Linked DNA regions of Mus musculus: all the other regions are linked to region 2. Evidence: chromatin contacts called from public HiChIP or PLAC-seq and promoter capture Hi-C data. All regions are on one chromosome and are shown on one strand. The core of a region is the stretch at or near the end of the contact, and the rest is flanking DNA. Distances in the headings are between cores, read along the strand shown.

Region 1 (3,617 bases), core at 1,029-3,528, 180 kb after region 2:
CTCCCCAGGAAAAAGACACAGAGTGTGTCTAAACTCAAGGATTTATATATAAAATTTCAGGCAATTAGCTGGGGGCATGGCTGGTGTGAACCTGTAATTCCAGCACTGGGAAGGCTGAGGTAAATGGATTGAGACAACACTTAGTGAGATTCTCTCTGTCTCTGTCTGTCTGTCTGTCTGTCTGTCTGTCTGTCTGTCTGTCTGTCTCTCTCTCTCACACACACACACACACACACACACACACACACACACACACGGTTCTGTTGTTGTTTTGAAACAGGTCTTGCCATGGCCCTGACTGGCCTGGAATTCTTCCTCCTGAGTGCTGGGATTAAAGTCCTTCACCACTGTGCCCAGCTAAGAGAGATTTTTACACATAATAAAGACTACCTTATTGTAAAGCAACAAGCCTAAAAAAAAGCACCACAGAGGCTTAGAAGCACAAGGAAACCTTCTTCATTCCATCCTTCCCTTTATCCACACTGAGAGATGTTGCTTCTGCATCCTGTGTGCCTCACCCTCTGTGTACCGTGAAGGAGAATTGTGCAATCACTGGAGACTTGTGTTTATCAGACTGCATTCCTGATGTAAGGGGCCCACACTTCCTGTCCACACACTCAGAGACCAAAGCCATGACAATGGGCTGGTTCTTTCAGAAGCCACGACTCCAGTCCAGACAGGGTATTTGTGGCCAGTCTTTATAGCACTCTTATCCAACTTAAAGAGGGGTGCCTTCCCATAAACACAGCAAGGAAGTTCTGATCATGTTGTTTCAAGGCTCATCCTAAATTAGTGTCTGGGAACTAATCAGACCTTGAAAGTATAGGAAAACATGGCCTGAGGCTATGGGAGACCCATAGCAGGTACAGGCAGAGGCCAGGAGGTCTGCGTGTCCCTGATATAAGTTTCTTGTTTGTCACCCGAGTGAGCCCAGGGTTATGCCCGATGATTCTGACTTTGAAGTGGAGAAGGTTCAATGCCTGGTGGTCACCTCATTTCTAACACACATTTACCAAGTGCCGATGAGCCCCAGGCACCAATTTCAGAAGCTCTGAAAAAATGTGAATATACTCGAGTGAAATGGGCATTATTTTAAACAGAATCACAGAGAACCTTCCAGCCCCCAAGTCTGGTAAGATCAAAGCTAGGAAGAAGTCTCTTTGCTGACACCAGGGCCAGGATCCAGTCAATGTCCCACAGCTGGCCATTCCAAGCATGAAACTTCAATGATCCTTCCCCAAAGAAAAGAGTGATGGCTCTCTCTCTCTCTCTCTCTCTCTCTCTCTCTCTCTCTCTCTCTCTCTCTCTCTCTCTCTCTCTCTCTCCTCCCCCTTTCCTTCCCCCTCCCCTCTTTCCTTTCCAAATTTATCTCTTTTATTCTGTGTAATGTATGTGCACTGGTATGTGCCTAGTATACAGGAGCCAGAAGAGGGCACCAGCTCCCCTAGAACTGGAGTTTTGTAGGTGCTTGGAACAGAACCTGGATCACCTGCGAGAGAAGCATGTACCTCCAACTAGTAAGTCATCTCTCTAACGTCTGACACCATTCTCCTTTGGGGACAGTGTTTAAGACAAGGTCTCATTATGGAGCTCTGGCTGTCCTAGAACTCACTATATAGACCCGGCTGGCTTTGAACTCAGATACCCACCACCCTTTGCCTCCTGAATGTTGGGATTAAAGGTGTCTATCACTGTGCCCAGCTAGGTACTATTTTCTTGATCACCAATAGCTATGGTTGGGTGAGTGGCTCTGGACATACCTAGATAGACAAGAGGGCCCTGGAGGGGCCTGATGGGACCTGTGATAACTGGTCTCATTCCTCACCATAGCTCCACCCCCTAGCAAAGACCTTGACTCTGACCAGGAGTTCAGAAATCTCTAGAAAAAGGCAATGAAAACTCATCCTGAGAGTAACCTCATAAGTGCTAATGGTGTGGTGTTCAATAAGACCATCACCACCATCTTCCCTTCTCCCTATATAGTCCAGGAGCCCGGGATTTGTATGACAAAACTAAGCTGTTTCCTTTCTTCCTGGTGCCACAAGGCTCCAAGCAAGAGGGCTTGGAGTTCTGGGCTGAGATGCAGCTGGGGGAAGGGCACACTAGCCACGGGAGCAGTAAGCAGCTATCAGCAGCACAGGATGGCGGGCCACCTGCCTTGTGTGGGAGGTCACAGGCAGAGTTTTCAAGGGTCCTTTCTACCTTGGTGAAGCCCAGTGCACATGGCTGCTGGTGCCTGAGGGTGCAGCCAGGGTAGGCTGAGTCAGTGGACTGACACTTCGTCTGGCAGTGGCTTGCCAACAATCACCCTTCCACTCCTGGGAAGAATCAAGGAGTGGCTAGGCCTGTCCTGAGGTCTTCTCCAGGTCCCCAGCCATGCAGGAGCAGAGGGCGAGCTAAGGGGATGCTGGGAATGGGCTAGCCTGCAGTGTTTACATGTGAAGACAAGGGCATGCTGTGGTTAATCTTTCAAACCACCCCAGACATTTCTCTAATGGCTTTGGGCTGCCTCTTAGCTGGGTATAGGGATACTGTGTCCCTTTGCAAGGTCACTCACCCCTACCCTGTCTCTCTGTCTCTGTCTTGCCCCCCACCCCAAGAAATACCTGCTTGGCTCCTCAATAACGCATAGACCTTCCAACAAAGAGTTAACCTGCCCCTAGTAGCATCCCACCAGAGCCTTTGAACCAGCCTTCTGTGCCTGCCCATGTGTGTAGCCTCAGGACTGCCACTCACTCACACTTGCTGGCTCTGCTGCAGTGTACACAAAGGCTGCCTTGTTTCTGGCCGAGCTGGAGTCACATGTTTTCACTCTTAACCAGAGCTTTAAAACGAAACAGCCACCCTCTCTGGCCCCAGTTGACCCTGTTTACGTCTGTGGAGCCAATTCCAAACAGCTACAGTAGCGAAAACTGCTTTCTAGGGGGACTTCTTGACTGTCTGTGTAGAGAGAACAAATCCTCACTTTGTATAAAGGGGGGACTTTAAGGAGTTTAGGGAAATGCCTTAGAGGGGAAAATACTAGGAAGCCAGCAGCTGGCCACAACTTCTCTGTTTTCTAAAGTATCTCTTACAGGAGACCCCAGGGGCCAAAGATAAAGCTTGCAAGAAACAAAAGGATGAGCAGAGTTTTCAGGGCAAAGAGACAGAACCTTCTGGATATTCCTAGTGAGATCCCATTATTTAACCCTTGAAGAAAGTGATATTTTCTTCTTTCTTTCTTTCTTTCTTTCTTTCTTTCTTTCTTTCTTTCTTTCTTTCTTTCTTTCTTTCTTTCTTTAAAGAATAATAAGTTTTTGTTTTCTTTTGTGTAAGTGTGGATATGAGTGTTTGTGTATGTATATGTGTGTGTGTGTGAGTGTGTATAAGTGTATCTGTGTGTTTGTGTGAATGTGTATGAATGTGTGTGTGCGCTCGCGTGTGTACATAATGAGTTAATGAGCAATGCCCTTTGTTTGGTTTGTTTGTTACTAACAGTAGGAAAGAAAGTTCTCTTTCCTGGCGTAGGGAAATGACCTGAACTGTGGAGGCTTCTAGAAACGTCTGGTGTCAGGTCTGGCTGAGAAGGACCTGTTTTGTTTTGTTCTGTTTTTTTCTGTTTGTACCCTGAAGACTTT
Region 2 (3,423 bases), core at 612-3,111:
AGAAATGCGTGGGGGCTCAGTTCACCGACTGTGCACTTAGTAATATGCCTCACAGGACAAAGGGGAGCATGAGTCCCTGTTGTATGGTCTAGCCCGAATCCACTCCTAGGCCATCCTGGAGCCTAGGTAGTCCAGAAGACACAGATGCTCCGGGGCCTCCCCAGCCCCTGCTCCCCGGGGCAGAGCACTCCTCACAGAATCCTCAGGCGTGTCCCGCAAAGCAACCAGACTGGACACCCCCTCCATTCTTCACTGGACTTCCTTTCTCTTACAGCATAGGACCCCTGAACACAACCCTCCACATTGTGTCTGTTGGGTGCCTTTGTCCCTGTAACCCCTCTGCCTGGCCGTCTTCCTTGTTTCTTAGCCTGCGTCTCTCATCCTTAAAGGACTAACTCTGCTGTTGCCTTCAGAGGATCTTAGTTCCCTCTCCTTCCCATCATTTGTCCTTCCATCCAATGGCTGTTTTGAGTTTGCATTTAGCAGATGTTCTCAGTCCTGGGTTCGTCTTCCTGACTGAGAAGACAAGTCTCATTCATTCAGTTTGTGCATCTGTGTTTCCCATTGCTGGAAACACAACCATAGGGTCTCATGTAGCCCAGGCTGGCCTCAACCTAACTGTAGCTGAGGATGATCTTGGAACTTCTGAGCCTCCTGCCTCCATCTCTCAAGTGCTGGGTTGTTAGCTTATAGCACCACACCTGGCTTCATCCTGGGAATGAATCAAACCAATCGTTTCGTGTATACTGGGCAAATACTCGACCAGCTGCGAAAAGTCCCTAGCTCTTCACTTATTCTACAAATAAACTCCATTTCAACTATTCTCAAGCCCTTTCTCTAGTCCTGGGAGCTTGTGGGGCACTCATTGTAAGACTCTGCTAGGCCTTCAGTATTCCCCGTCTCTAGCGCCCATGAGCTGATTGTCCAAAGGAAGTAGGTTTTCCACACATCTGATTGAAAAAAAAAAAAAATCTCAGGCTGTCTCCTTTCTGTAGGGGCCAGGTCTAGCGCTCTGTGGCCTAAAGATGGTTTTGTGCTCAAGAGAACCCAGCCCTGTCAGGGAATTCTTGCTTGTGTCTTTTGTCCTTTCCTAGACCCTAACTAGCCCATCTTTGAGGAGATAGGAGGTAGTGCCTGGGAAGTCCAAATGCCTGCATACTCTCGGGTCCTAAGGCACCTGCCCTGGGTCAGAGCGGCCAGTGTCTAAGTCAACTTGCTCCACAGCGACCGATCAACCGTGGAGCTGGCACGCGGGCGCGCTGTCAGGTTTGGAGACGTCTGAGATTGGAGAATGCACCCCCGCCCTTCTCTGAGTGAGCGCGTGCGGGAGGCACAATTGTGTGTGGCTGTGATTCGCTGCACTTTAGATGGCAGTTATCAGCCAGACTGAGCGCCCTCAGTCCGGAGCACAAATGCCTCATACCCCAAATTACTTTTCCTCTGTCTCTTGCCCACCTCAAGCTGGTGCACTGTCCAGTCCTGTCCTCGTGGGGTCCCAGTCCCTTTAACCTAAAACCGATGGCAGGAGCTCCCGCCAGTTTCTAAGCAGCGGAGGCTACCGATTCCGGCGGAGGCGGGGGGCGGGGAAAGATGACTGAGACTTTAGGATTGGCCCCGCCGGGTGCATGTGGCCCCCGGCGAGCAGCCTCCACCCCCGCCCCGCAACCGCCGCCGCATTCCCAGGGGAGCGCGGAGGAGGAGCCGCTCCCCAACTTCGTGGCCCACGAAGGGGTGGGGGTCAGGGGCGGTCTCCCTTGCCCTGTCCGTCTCTGCCCCGAAGGTGCAGTCTGCTTCCAGAGCAGCCATTGCCATGGAGACCCCTGAAGCTATAAAGCCAGGTATCTAGGCGTCGGGCACCTCAGGAGCCGCCGAGCCCCCCAAGTAAAAAAGCAAGCGTCCCGGCCCCCGCAAGAAAGGAGGAGGCGGGGAGAGGCTCTGGGAGCTGGAGGAGCGGCGCTCCCCGCCGAGGCAGGAGGCAGGCGCGCCAGGCGGGAGCCACCCGCTCAACAGGGGAGCAGGGGCTGCCCGGGGTGCGGGTGAGTGGCGTTGCTCCAAGCCACGAGGGACCAAGGGGCGTCGGATACAGGGAAGAGGGCCCAAGAGTTGAGGAGGCCGAGCTTGGAGCTTGAGCGGGAGTCGAAGCAGCCAGCAGCCCACACCTCCAGGCGTGGGGGGCCAGGGAGGAAAAGCAAGACGCCCTGGGAGCGGCGAGGCAGCCGAGCGGTAGGGAGACCTGAGCGGGAACTGCAGGACACTTGGTTGCAGCCACCTACACGCCGCTTGGAAAGAGCGGTACCGGTGTCCGGGCCGGGGCCGTAGCCCCGTGGGGTGAGGGAACAGGGGCGCCCCCGTGCGTCGGACTTCCGGGGCGCGGCGGCCGGAGCCATGCTCAAGCCCAAGGACCTGTGTCCCCGAGCGGGGACGCGCACCTTCCTTGAGGCCATGCAGGCCGGCAAAGTGCACTTGGCCCGTTTCGTGCTGGACGCGCTGGACCGCAGCATCATCGACTGCCGCGCAGAGCAGGGCCGGACGCCGCTTATGGTGGCCGTGGGGCTGCCGGACCCCGCGATGCGCTCGCGCTTCGTGCGACTGCTGCTGGAGCAAGGTGCAGCCGTGAACCTGCGGGACGAGCGGGGCCGCACTGCACTCAGCCTGGCCTGCGAGCGAGGCCACTTAGACGCCGTGCAGCTCCTGGTGCAGTTCAGCGGCGATCCGGAGGCGACGGACTCGGCGGGCAACAGCCCGGTGATGTGGGCGGCGGCGTGCGGCCACGGGGCGGTGCTGGAGTTCTTGGTGCGCTCTTTCCGCCGCCTGGGCTTACGCCTTGACCGCACCAACCGGGCGGGCCTCACCGCACTGCAGCTGGCTGCCTCCCGCGGCCACGGGACCTGTGTGCAAGCCCTCACCGGGCCTTGGGGTCGGGCAGCCGCTGCGGCAGCGGCCCGGGGTTCCAACTCCGACAGTCCCCCTGGCCACCCTGCCCCGGCGCCCAGCCCAGAGCGGCGACGACCCAGTCCCCGTCGTTTACCGCGCCCTCTTTTGGCACGGTTTGCGCGAGCTGCCGGCGGCCACGGTCACGGTCACGGCCATGGCCACGGCCACGGAGGCGAGCTTGCCTCTGCTGGCAAGGGCTCGGTCCGTTATAGGGCACAAGGCAATGAGAGACCAGAGTTGGGCCGGAGCATGAGCCTAGCTCTGGGTACCATGACCGAGGAGGAGACAGCACGCCTTAGGGCAGGAGCTCTGATGGCTCGACCAAACTCACCCCAGTCTTCGGGGAGTGGGCGGTGGCGTTCGCAGGAGGTGCTGGAGGGAGCGCCACTGGCCTTAATGCAAGCCCCGGTCGGCCTTAGTCCTCATCCCGAGGGCTGCCCCGGCTCTGGCCGCCTGGGTTTGCGCCGACGGTCCACAGCTCCAGACATC
Region 3 (3,276 bases), core at 474-2,973, 160 kb before region 2:
CCATGCAGAAAAGCAGAAGTTTGGCACCATGAGGAGATCCCAGAAGAGGCTACTAATAGAAGTCCAGCTCAGCTGCAGCAGAGACCCAGCATTTTGGAGATAACCAGTACCACGGGAGGGCCACCAAGAACAGCAGCAGCAGGAGGTGGTGCTTACCAGAGCTTAGAAGACAAGCTGTGTGGGCTGTAGAGGGCAGAGCTGGAGAAGTGACTCAAGCCCCTTAGAGGAGCCCAGAAGGTCATGATTAACCCTAGATATTGGACATTGAGTTATTTACTCTGATGGAGTGTGGGTTTGATTTGATTGTAACTGTACCCTGGTTCTTCACTTTTCTTTCTTTCTTAGAATTCCAGAAGGTGCCTAGGGGCTCCACTCCCTTCCTCCACTAAGGTTATTCATAGCAATACTTGCCCTTGGTATAGCATCTGACTCAGACACACTGTGTGTGAAACCATCACTCCTCAGCAATCTCTTAGGCAATCTACAGCAGTTGCTTCATATACATACATATCTAGATATCTAGATAGATATCTAGATAGATATCTAGATATCTAGATAGATAGATAGATAGATAGATAGATAGATAGATAGATAGATAGATAGATAGATAGGCAGGACCCAAGGCATCCCTGGAAATTATTCATTGGCTTCGATTAGGGAAGAGAGTTAAACCTAGCAATAAGAGTAGGTTAACCAAGCTCTTTGTTTGTTTGTTTTTTCCAGACAGGGTTTCTCTGTGTATCCCTGGCTGTCCTGGAACTCACTCTGTAGACCAGGCTGGCCTCGAACTCAGAAATCCACCTGCCTCTGTCTCCCGAGTGCTGGTATTAAAGGTGTGCGCCACCACTGCCCAGCAACCAAGCTCTTTTTTTTTTTTTCAGCTTTGTGCATTATGCCTTGAAGAGGGGAAGAAAACAAACTTAAGATGGCATTTCAGAATTCTTTAAAGTCTTCCATTGAAAAAGCAAATTGCCCTGGTAGCTATGGGTCATGCGTAACTTCAACCATAAGTTGAGAACCATTGCTTACAAGCCAGGTATGGTGGCCCATGCCTTTAATCCCATCACTCTTGAGGCAAAAGCAAGAGTTCACTAGTAGAGTTCAAGTACTAGTTTAATGCCTTCCAGGCCACCCAAAGCTATACATACTGAGACCCCAAGGAAGGGGAGAATGGGAGAGCGAGAGGGAGAAGGAGAGCGAGAGTGAGCGAGAGAGAGAGAGAGAGAGAGAGAGAGAGAGAGAGAGAGAGAGAGAGAGAGAACAGGTTGGGGTGTAAGTGTTTTCAGATTCATGAGAGCCACTAGAAGTAGGGCCAACCAATCTGCCCACCCAAACACCACCAGTCTTCCAGGTTTGGTCCTTACTCTTTTATCTCCTCCTAGCTGGAGTTCAAAGCCAGGAATCCCCCTGTCTTGCTGTCTCCCTCAAATATTAGTAGGGAGAGGGCGCGCAGTTCCTCTCCCTAGCTTCTACGAAACGCTTCCAAGGCCTGGCAGGCACAAGTCACTTGGGTAAGACCTGGGACATGTCCTGGGGCCGGCCTTCCTACCTGCTTCTGCTCCTCGTTTAGCCCGTTGATATCATCGTCCACAGGCAATATCGAGTGGGCCCGCCGCGGGACAGCGAGGGGCGACGGTGATGGCCGCAGTCTCCAACTGGAAACTCGCCGTCCCAGCAGCCGGATTGCAGTCGCCATCTCTGCGGTGCACCAGGAGCTTGGACTGGTTTAGCTTACGCTCCACCAATCCTAGTTTCAACACTTTGTCCAATCAGGGAGGGGGTGGGGCTTCAGTAGCCAATCGTTCTCGGAAGCCAGCCGAAGGCCTTGCTGCCCTTGCAACCATGCAAGCCAATCAGCCGAGAGGCGGCAGCCAGCCCTGGCTCCTGTGCTGGCTACCTCCCGTACTTGTTTCCTAAGTGTCTTTCTTGCATACAAGAAAGTATAGTAGTATCTCGTGTTAAGATTTTAATCTTGAACGGCACAAGACTATCTTTGTGGGAAAGCAAGTACTCCAACGCAGATGCCTAATGTGGAGGGATAAACTGTCCAAACAGATCTGGAGGTGTGAAGGTCTGTTAAAGAATCTTTTGTTCTAGAGTCCCCACTGACTGAAAACAGCAAAATTTGCTTTGTTATGTAATAGGTTTTGGTTCCTCCTTAAGCGAAAGAGGTTGCCCAGGATTCTCTGCCCTCGGATTCTGTAAGAACGTTTTCTTATTGGGGTGACAGGGCAGGAAGAGAAGAATGGTGTTTGGGGTTCCCTGAAAAAAATCACTTGAGTGAAGATTCTGCAAACTAATTAGAACTTTGTGATTGTGGGTGTTGGGCTGTTGCAGATTCACAGCCAAAATTATATTTGAGTATCTTTAGTTCCTTTAAGTAGCCGTTTATCTCCAACCCACCTAACTGACCCAGTATTCTTGACCATCAGGTAGGAAATTTTATTTTAAATTAGTTCACTAATCAGAGACAGGATCTCTATGTAGCCCTGGCTGTCCTGGAACTTTTTGACTTTGAACTCAAAAGAGATCTGCCTGCCTCTCTCTTACGAGTGCTTCCACTACAAGTGGATAACACCCACCTGGAATTTATTCATTTAGCAGACTACTAACTTGTACAAACCAAGAACATCTTGTATGTCATCTAAGTATGTCATCAGATAATATCAGAGATTTCCCTGGAGTAACTCACCGACCAGTGTTGGCACAAGGTCTTTGGTAAGTACAGTCTTTGGTTTTGTGGCTAAGAACATATCCTGTAGCTATTCCACACTGGAGTACGTCATTAAGGGCAACCCGAATTTTGCTCATGTCATGGTTATTCGTATTGGCTTAAAATAAACTTAGTGCCTTTGAGGGGAGATCTGTCTTTTGTGTCCAGAAGAAGAAAGACTGACAGGAGCCAGGCTCTTATCTCTTAATCCCCTTTCCACTTCTGTCCAGGAAGGGGGCTTTGAACACATTGCTTGGATCCTTGCTGTGTCTTTTATCACCTGAAAATGAGAACAGTGTTCCCCACTACAATGTCATCATGAGGCATATTCACTGGGCAGGGGGTACAGTGCGATGTAAGGCATCCACTTGAGTACCCAAGGCTTTGGTTCAACCCCAGCAATCAAAATTATAATAAAAATGATTGCATACTTAATTATATGGCATAGCACTCAGAGCCACATGCTCATTTTTAGTTGTCCCTACCACATCTGACTTTTCCTACCTGGTCTCACATTCTAATTTAGCCCCTCCCACAACTGGAAAGAGCTGCATTCTGAGCCC

Evidence for each region. HiChIP or PLAC-seq counts read pairs in DNA pulled down with a chosen protein or histone mark. Capture Hi-C pulls out chosen DNA fragments and counts their contacts.
Region 1: an HNF4G HiChIP or PLAC-seq map of pancreatic cancer cells shows a contact between it and region 2. The contact joins the enhancer-like site here to the promoter of Ankrd63 in region 2. A contact is called at or near these places in 4 of 39 promoter capture datasets (the C10 cell line, the HPC-7 cell line, embryonic stem cells and 1 more), 1 of 484 Hi-C or Micro-C datasets (liver), 1 of 115 datasets of contacts at active chromatin or transcription factors (pancreatic cancer cells) and 2 of 9 other capture datasets (adipose tissue and liver).
Region 3: a contact with region 2 is called in a promoter capture Hi-C map of adipose tissue. The contact joins the promoter of Ivd here to the promoter of Ankrd63 in region 2. A contact is called at or near these places in 21 of 39 promoter capture datasets (the 3T3-L1 cell line, 3T3-L1-derived adipocytes, the C10 cell line and 13 more), 11 of 484 Hi-C or Micro-C datasets (B cells, Th1 cells, bone marrow-derived DN3 thymocytes and 7 more), 9 of 115 datasets of contacts at active chromatin or transcription factors (bone marrow-derived macrophages, craniofacial prominence, embryonic basal ganglia and 6 more) and 4 of 9 other capture datasets (adipose tissue, liver, macrophages and 1 more).

Annotation. Positions count from the first base shown.
Region 1 is chr2:118,519,417-118,523,033 of GRCm38.p6, reverse strand. No RefSeq gene overlaps it. Among named protein-coding and RNA genes, the nearest start is that of Gm32684, 22 kb to the right of the region's middle. Within about 2 kb of position 2,278, at least 195 of the 459 cell types and tissues checked have an H3K27ac peak or open chromatin away from gene starts, as enhancers often do. A contact at or near this core is called in the HPC-7 cell line, adipose tissue, liver and 1 more, where this site is marked.
Region 2 is chr2:118,702,401-118,705,823 of GRCm38.p6, reverse strand. Ankrd63 (ankyrin repeat domain 63) reads left to right here and starts at 1,861. Exons shown (of 1, transcript NM_001081971.1): 1 at 1,861-3,423. The coding sequence starts at 2,386. It also overlaps a transcript of Plcb2 not described here.
Region 3 is chr2:118,860,441-118,863,716 of GRCm38.p6, reverse strand. Ivd (isovaleryl coenzyme A dehydrogenase) reads right to left here and starts at 1,723. Exons shown (of 12, transcript NM_019826.4): 1 at 1,550-1,723. The coding sequence starts at 1,696. Gm39913 (a long non-coding RNA gene) reads left to right here and starts at 1,863. Exons shown (of 2, transcript XR_866660.2): 1 at 1,863-2,718.